Linked DNA regions of Rattus norvegicus: all the other regions are linked to region 3. A link is a contact called in public Hi-C data. All regions are on one chromosome and are shown on one strand. Each heading gives the region's core, a stretch centred on a gene start, on an enhancer-like site or on the middle of the called end of the contact. The rest is flanking DNA. Distances are from core to core; before and after follow the strand shown. Region 1 holds the start of Fgfbp3 (fibroblast growth factor binding protein 3). Region 2 overlaps Hectd2 (HECT domain E3 ubiquitin protein ligase 2). Region 3 holds the start of Ppp1r3c (protein phosphatase 1, regulatory subunit 3C).

The links. Hi-C and Micro-C count contacts between places; a contact is called where the count stands out from the background.
Region 1: a contact with region 3 is called in a Hi-C map of liver, with 2.4 times the contacts expected there. The contact joins the promoter of Fgfbp3 here to the promoter of Ppp1r3c in region 3. A contact is called at or near these places in 2 of 12 Hi-C or Micro-C datasets (frontal cortex and liver).
Region 2: a contact with region 3 is called in a Hi-C map of kidney, with 4 times the contacts expected there. The contact joins the enhancer-like site here to the promoter of Ppp1r3c in region 3. A contact is called at or near these places in 8 of 12 Hi-C or Micro-C datasets (the A7r5 cell line, the Rat2 cell line, Schwann cells and 5 more) and 1 of 1 datasets of contacts at active chromatin or transcription factors (oligodendrocytes).

The regions. Positions count from the first base shown.
Region 1 is chr1:244,057,164-244,059,863 of GRCr8, reverse strand. Fgfbp3 (fibroblast growth factor binding protein 3) reads left to right here and starts at 1,290. Exons shown (of 2, transcript NM_001109165.1): 1 at 1,290-1,362; 2 at 1,647-2,700. The coding sequence starts at 1,711. The coding sequence ends at 2,463.
Region 2 is chr1:243,745,466-243,748,165 of GRCr8, reverse strand. It overlaps Hectd2 (HECT domain E3 ubiquitin protein ligase 2), which reads right to left. Exons shown (of 21, transcript NM_001107608.3): 16 at 1,732-1,806; 17 at 960-1,047; 18 at 769-875. Among named protein-coding and RNA genes, the nearest start is that of Hectd2, 59 kb to the right of the region's middle. Within about 2 kb of position 1,280, at least 4 of the 93 cell types and tissues checked have an H3K27ac peak or open chromatin away from gene starts, as enhancers often do. A contact at or near this core is called in kidney, where this site is marked.
Region 3 is chr1:243,877,183-243,879,882 of GRCr8, reverse strand. It overlaps Ppp1r3c (protein phosphatase 1, regulatory subunit 3C), which reads left to right and starts at 1,356. Exons shown (of 2, transcript NM_001012072.1): 1 at 1,356-1,457. The coding sequence starts at 1,444.

The DNA.
Region 1 (2,700 bases), core at 41-2,540, 180 kb before region 3:
CTCTACCAGTGAGAAACATCCCCATTCCCTGGAGAAATAAGAGCTTTATCAAAATAACTTTTTATTATTACTGTGTGTATTACTTGTATGCGCCTGAATGGAGATCACAGGACAACTTTGTGATGCCATTCCTCTTTTCCTACCCTCACATGGGTCTCCCCAGCCTCTTGGCAATAAACTCTTAAAGTAAAAAAAAAAAAAAAAAAGACCACATATACTATGGAGCTAAAGGTGAGATGAATATAAAAATCTCAAAGTTTAAAAGTAACTTTGCTTAAAATACAAGGTCAAGGTCACAGTCAGATCCACAATGAACTCAAGGCAGGAGAGACCCTGTTTTAAAAAAAAGGGCGTCTTATGGCCCAGCAAATTAAAGAGACTTGCTGCTCAGCCTGGTCATCTGAGTTGAATCCTTCAATTCTTGAGACCAACAAGGTGGGAGGAGATAGCAGATTCCTGAAACTTGTCTTTTGGCTTCCTCAAATGCGCTGTAGCATTCAAGCACACACACACAACAATAAGAGTAAACAAAATTCTTTTTTAATTTTATAAATGTTATTATAAAAAACTTGCAAAGAAAAATAAACACACAGCAAAACTAACTCGACCCAAAGTCTACCCCTCTCCTGAAGAGGCAGGCGAAGAACGGGTTAGTGCTTAATTATGCCACTTGGATTTGTATTACTTTCCAACCACAAAGCAATTAGTTCTTTTAGGACCTTTGAGTTTTGAAAGATATTTAGAACTAATTTACCATATCCCAAATAGTTAAAAAACCAGAATGCCCCCGCTTAGGTGTACTGATGAAAATACAGAACTGAGTGATAAGAAAAATAGACTGAAAATAGTGGGACTTTTGAGACGACTCCATAGGCAAAGGTGATTGCCACCCCACTGGGCCCTACAAACGAGTTGGATCCCTGGGGTACACACATACAAGAAATAACGTGCGATGCAAAAAGAAAAAAGAAAACTGCGAATAGCATCTGGTTCTGAATATTGTTTCATTTTATCTTTTTTTTTAACTATATAGACCAGATAAATATGTACAAGTTTCAAAAGGAAAGAAAGTTGTGTTAACATTTGCCTTATTTTCAGCGGTGGAAGCAAATTCAGCATTTTATATTTCATGTTACATGGCTGTTTCTATTATATATCTGCGGCGGAGTGAGTCTGCTCGCCGTTGTATCTTCTGTGTGTGTTAGCAGCGGGTGAAACCTAGTGTGAGAGAAGTCTGGGAGGGGCATGAAGGGGGAGGCCCCTTCTGTCCCATTGATAACAGGTTAATTCACAGACAGCCGTATAAAGCAGACTAATCCCTTATGCAGTCATTCGCTCTATCTCCACCTCTTCTGGAATTCGGTAAGCGAAAAGCACAGGTATCCGATTAACCTGAAATGATTTTGTAGACAGTTTGGTGGTAGGGTTGGGAGGGCGATCATTAAGCTTCATTTTTCTATCTTAGTGAAAGTTTTAAACCGATTCCTTAAACATTAAGTTGTTCCCTTAGGAAAGGCAGCTCTTTAGAGGGGCTCTTCGCTGCTAGCAGAACACTTGCTTCGGGGAAAATCGGGTCAGGGGAGTTGGCAGGTTCCTGTGTCCAGGGAGAGGGCTGAGCGGGATTCATCTGGAGCCTTCATTCGCAGATCCGAGGATGCTCCTCACCGCGTGCTACCTGCGCTGAGGCTCCAGGAATCCCAGAGGAGTGGCATGGCCAACGCGGGCGTGAGTCCTCCCAGGCCGCGGGCGTCGCTCTCGCCGCTGTCGCTGCTACTGCTGCTGGGAGGCTGCTTCCTCTCGGCCGCCGGGAGGGACAAGGGGGCGGCTGGCAGGGAAGTGGCCCGGGCCTCCGGCCCCAGAGACGGCTCCTTGGGTCGCTTCGTGAGCCCAGAGCAGCACGCGTGCAGCTGGCAGCTCCTGGTGCCCGCCCCGGGGACGCCGACGGGCGGAGAGCTGGCCCTGCGCTGCCAGGTCCCGGGCGGGGCGAGCCTGCACTGCACCTACCGCGGGTATCCAGAGCGCTGCGCGGCCACCGGCTCCCGGAGCGCGCACTACTGGAAACGGCTGCTGGGCGCGCTGCGCAGGAGACCGCGGCCCTGCCTGGACACCGCGCCGCTGCCGCCGCGCCTGTGCGCCCACAAGACGGCCAGCGCTGAGCTACACCCGCCCGCGCACTCCAGCCTGCCCGCACGTCCTAGCGAGGAGCCCCGGCCCAGGGTGCGGAGCCGGGCTCGACCGCGACAGTCGGTGCGGTCCCCGAGCTCCCAGCCCGAAAAGAAGCCCTTGCTGGTGAAGTCCAACTCAGGCGGGAGGAAGGCGGGCTCAGACCCGGTTCCGGAGACTCCTGAGGCGGTCGGACTCCAGCCCAACGGGCTGGACCAGAATGCCGAGCTCACTGAGACCTACTGCACTGAGAAGTGGCACTCCCTTTGCAACTTCTTTGTCAATTTCTGGAATGGCTGAGGCTGCGGGCTGGCAGGAGCACTAGGGGCAGGTGCTGCGGAGCAGAGGACAGCGCAGCCGGGGCGGAAGGCGTAGGGCATTTTAGACTAGGAACTGGGATGGAGGGTAGGCTAGTCGGGATTCCAAAATAGGGCAGCAGGTCAGGGTGAGAAGAATCTGAGTCAGCAGGAGAGCTTTTTTTTGCGGCATCTCAATTTTGCCTTAAGGAGCAGAAGAAATACTGGAAACAGATATATA
Region 2 (2,700 bases), core at 31-2,530, 130 kb after region 3:
GCTATGTGACCCCTCTGAAAGAGCTGTTATCGACCCCACAGGGGTCATGACCCACAGGTTGAGAACCATTGCTCTGTAACAAGCCAGAAAGAAAGCCTCTTGTTCCTGCCACCATTAGCATTTTGATAATCCATTTCTTTCTTCTTTAAAAACAACATAAATGAAAGGCTACTCCAGACTCTCATGATAAAACAGAAGGGACATATGACAGGCAGCATGGCATGTGCCTGGTTATTTAAGGTGAGAGAATCATGTAGTATTTACAAAATGGTATTCTAACTCCAAGTTACATGGTCAAGACAAGTCAAAGCACCATAAAAGCCCACCAGAAGCTGTGGAGGAGTTGCTGAGACCCTAGGGTAGGCAGGGCAATCACACAGCACACTCGCACATCCCCCACCCGGGAGCCAGGCATTAACTCTTCTGCTATGTTTACTCCTAAGTCTCAACATCTTCATACAGCTTTTAAAGCCCTGATCTAAGGCATAGTAGAAAAGAGAAAGAGCTGAAGTCACATTTTTCTTTCTCTAAAGGAGAAAGGTGAAAGAGGAACACTACTGTTATTTCTAATTTTAGAAACGTTTTGATTCTTTGTGAGGTTCACATCATGCTCCCCAGTCCCACCCATCTCCTAATCCTCTCATATCCGCCCAATGTCCTTGCAACCTCTTCATTTCCTAATTTTAAAAGCTTATCTATTATGATACTTAGGAATTATCTGCTGTACCATTACAAAACATAATCAAAAGCTTAAAAATTTAAACTCACCATTAGGGCATTTGAAGCACACACGCTATGAAATCCACAGTAAAATGCAGCAAATTGCTTATAGATAGATTTGTTCAAAAGGAAGTCAGTATAAAGCTGTACATATTCTGGAAAGCAATTTCACATCTGTTACACAGTCATAGGAATAAAAAGGTATAACTCACTGCGATTTAAAATGGTATCTAACTTACCTCTTCTATTCTGATTGGTAACTGGAATCTTATCACCCCCTGGCTTTAAGTTATAGGATTTAATTACTCCAAATTCTTCTTGAAAAACCTGGTGGGCGATACCACATGTTAATTGGACTGTTGACATACAGAGGCTTCGGGTGGGTAGATCCGTAGAACAGTTCTGCCTCTACATTAACACACAACTGCCACAAGCCTCAACTTTCTAGTGATATTTATATTAAGGGGTGTCATTCTGAGGTAAAAAAGCAGGTTTCCAACCCTTCCTGTTAAATACAGTTAATGTTTTAACAAAGCTCACAGAACCTGTATGGCAAGTGAGCAGAGTGGAAATGAGTGGTTTTCTGTTTGACTCATTACCTGCTCCTAAACCTCCTGTGTTGGGGCAGTGTAAGAGGCCAGCTAGCTTTGGAGTAAAGCCAACCAGTCACGGGAATATGCAGCTGTCTTCGGGGCGTACCATGCCCTTGATGAATTCATTTTCGCCTGCTTATCTGCATGTGTCTGCAGTACTGTCTCTATTACATTTGATACTTTTAAAATTAGTTAAGTGAGAAAAGTGTTGCTATAAGGCTCAAAAATCACAATTCTTGTGTCTGAGACTCCTGAGTGCCTAGACCTCTGATACACTGCTACACTCAGACTAAAGATCCTTCTCTTAAGAATTTACATGTTGATTATTCTTGTTCATCTAACAACAAGTGCTTAGGAACAATGACATTTTCATATTTAAGATTACAGGTCATACACAGTGCTATGCTTTCATCAGTACCTGGAATGTTGAATAGAAATCTTCTTCAACATTGCCTTCATATGATAAGAGTTCCTTTAATCCATGGGCCAACTCCTGTAAAAACAAATCTGTGATCTATCTTTTACAATCAACTAGCATTACTTCAAACTGTAAGGGGACGACTGTGGGTCCCTTACCTGTGAGAATAAAAAGTGAACTCATATTTTAAAACAAATATTTGAGATGTGCTTTCTAAGACTCATGATACTTGCTAAAGATTTCTACCATCCATAGCTTGGAAAACCTGAAGTCCATGCCGGAGGGAACTGTCCAGTTCATACCACAGAAATCTAACTCTCTGATCCACTATTAAGCAAACAGGTGTTACAGTTCTACTGTGACTTCCAGTAATTCCTGTCTTCCTGCCACATCACCTATGGGTCTGCAGTGCGTCTCCCTTTCAAATCACATATATATTTAAAATGTGCTATTCCAGGATGCAGTGCTCAAACCTTAGACACACAGCTCATATGCATTAAGGGTTTATACATTTCGTTATCGTGTCCTCTTCTCCCAAGAAAAGCCTGAGAGCGCTGGGAGAAGTATTTTCTTATTTTAGTTATCTATGAACAAAACTGAAAAGAAGAACTGGCTCAATATTTCATTTTTTATCAAGTTTCATGAAAAATTACTCTTAATTTATTAAATTGTTTGAAGAGATAAGTAATGTCATGGGCTAGAATAATTTTACTTTACATAATGCATTTTAATTTCATTAAAAGTACAGGGACCAGAGCCTTAGATCTGGCAGGGTAGAGGTGATTTTTATCCCGATTACTATGACTTTATATTTATATATATAAATCTGTATCTATATCTATAGCTCCATCCTACAATCACCATCTGTAGGAAAGTCACACTGCACTGTAGGAACCACATAGAGAATGGGGAAGTCTACCATCAGAAACGGTATCTCCCCACAGTCTCCTGGGTCCTCCTCATCTGGGA
Region 3 (2,700 bases), core at 107-2,606:
ACGTCTGAGCCGCCGCGTCTCCACCCCATTGCATGGACTGCTTTTTCTTTACTGCAACAATTCTAGTGTTTGACAGTTAAATGGCAGAGGAAATTTTTGCACGTTTTGATTGGCTTCTGGGTAACCGAGCAGAGCTAGGCCATGGGCTTGTAAAAATAATCTGTACACATAACGCATATATTAACAATTAGAAAAAAAGAGAGGCCATGAATTTGAAAGAGAACCAGGAACATACATAGGAATGTTTAGAGGAAGAAAAGGGAAGGGGGAAATGATGTAATTATATTAAAATCTCAAAACAAAAACAGAGCAAAAGAAGAAGACATTTGCGTTTGACTAATTTTATAGCCCCCTCCACCCCCACCCCCAGGGTTTCTCAGTGTAATCCCTGGAACTCACTCTGTAGACCAGGCTGGCTTTGAACTCACAGAGATCTGCCAGACTCTGCCTCCGGAATGCTGGGTGTGCTCCATCACAGCCGGTCGGACTTCATAGTTTTTAATGGTACAACAGATATGGTCCCTTCAAGCTCCAAAAGAAAAGAAGGAAATCTCAGAGAAAGCGTGAGATGAACTGTGACTTTGAACTCTGCCTAGGGAAGTCAGAACTCTGTCTAGGGATCTGGGCTATCTGCTGTGTCTGGTGACAAAGAGCAAGGACAGTAACTTCGTGTTGGCCTATAGTTCTCTCTTCCAAGGAGAAAGCTGAATAGATCAGCATAGTGTCGGTTTGCTTATTTAGATGCAGAGTCTTGCTAAGCTGTACAGGCTGGCTCTCTGCCTCTGTCTTCAGAGGGAAGAGAACACTGGGCCACTTCGTTTCACCGGCTCATGTGTTTTCTTAACATTTGGGTGGTTCTGAGGCTTTATTTGTGTAGGAAGAAGAGCCAGCCAACTTTTTTTTTTTTTTTTTTTTTTTTTGCTTGGGCCAAGGGTGCTTGGATACACAACGCAAGGAGCACCACAAGCATTTCAAAATTCACAGACAAGGGGTGGAGCCACAACTTTCTGAGCTCAGATTCAACTCTGCACAGACCCACGCGTTTCCATAGAAGACCCCGCCAGGCTCGCATAAGCTGCAGAAGGCCAGCTGCGAGCCGTGAGCTACGTGCTGCACGCCAGGTTCCAGGAACACGCCTGGGTCCCGCTGGCCCAGGGCTCCCGGACACTGCGGCCGCCTTCCAGCACGCTCTGGTCACATCCAGCCCCGCGGTGATCACGTTCCAGGGACAGGGGCTCGTGCCCCAGCTGCGCAGCGGTTGGCCGGGGAATCGGGCCTCTGATTGGTCCGAGGGACCAGCTCACGTGATCGGGCTCTGATAAGCTGCCTCCCCGCTTGCCTGCGGTCAGTCGGCGGGCTTGACCGCGGCGCTGCATCCGCTAAGTGCGTGGTGCGAAGCTGCGCTGGGTGCGGTTGTCGCGGTCGCCACTGCCTCTCGGTCCAATGAGCTGCACCAGGTACGTGCAACTCCGCGCCCTATTGGAGGGGAACCCGAAGCTGCGGGGACTTTGGGGGCTTCTGTGGTTTTGCCTTCTCTGCAGATGGGAGACTCCCAGGTTGATGGCTGAGTTTAATTGTCCCGGAGGCCTTGAAGGGATGGACTTAGAGTTGTATTTCTTAGTGCCTGTTTTGGGAAATCTACATCTCAAAGCAGAAACTGCCTTAGTGAGTCAGCTTTAGCTGCGATTCCCTTTGCTGAAGTGACTGTTGCCTTTGAGCTCAAAGATCCAAGCACTTGGGGGGCAGCTTAGTTTGCACCCATGTATTGCGGTGGGGTAGTTTAGTCTGCAGCAAAAGTTCCAGGAGGATTTGCATTTCTTTTCCCATTTTCCTTATCCTGGCTTGCCATAGAATATTCAGTCTTAGAGTTTGAGAAAACTATTATTTTTAACTCTTGGCTGGGACTAAGAATTCCAGGGAACTAGCCCAATACTAAAACTCTCTATAAATGCAGAAGTGAAAAAGAAAAACGACAGCCCAACCAATAAAAACGAACAACAGCTCCATCAACCAGGTAACCAAGACCATCTCATGAAATTTCGTTGCTTCTCCAGTCTTGACTTAGTCCAAGAATTCTCTCTCCCCAAATCCTGCCTGTTAACGTTGTGAGACAGATACATCTTGAGTTTTTGTTGCTGGAAGTTTGTGATCCTCTCAGAAAAACCCTAGGGCTATTAAAATGAGTCTGTGTACATTCTTTACTGGGCTTTTGTGATGGTGACCATTTATAGGGTGCTCTGCTTAGTGGTGGTATGAAGAGAATTCTTCCAGCCAGACTCTATATGTGATCAAAGTATGTTATAGTCATATATGAACTGTCAAAGAATAAACAATTAATAGTCAGGCTGCAAAAATGGCACCTACTGTATTTCATGTTCTTTGACTTATAAGGCGGAAATCGGAGAGGAAAATCTTAATTCCGTAAGTGTGGAAATAGAGTGTGGTTCAAGGGAAAGAAAGGCCAGGAAAAGTCTTGGTGGATGATTCTTGGTTGGATGGGCACTGTTGTAACTGCCTTTCTGCTTGTAAATACCAGTTACCCAACAATAGGAAACACCATAGCAGCCCAAACCGGTAGGTACTGTAATTCCACCAGGCCAAGGTAATGGACATCTTAGTCTTCTCCCTGTAGGATTTCAGTATTTATAAATTCATATATCTACAGTGTATTTTAAAACAGTTCAATGTCAGGTTATCAGT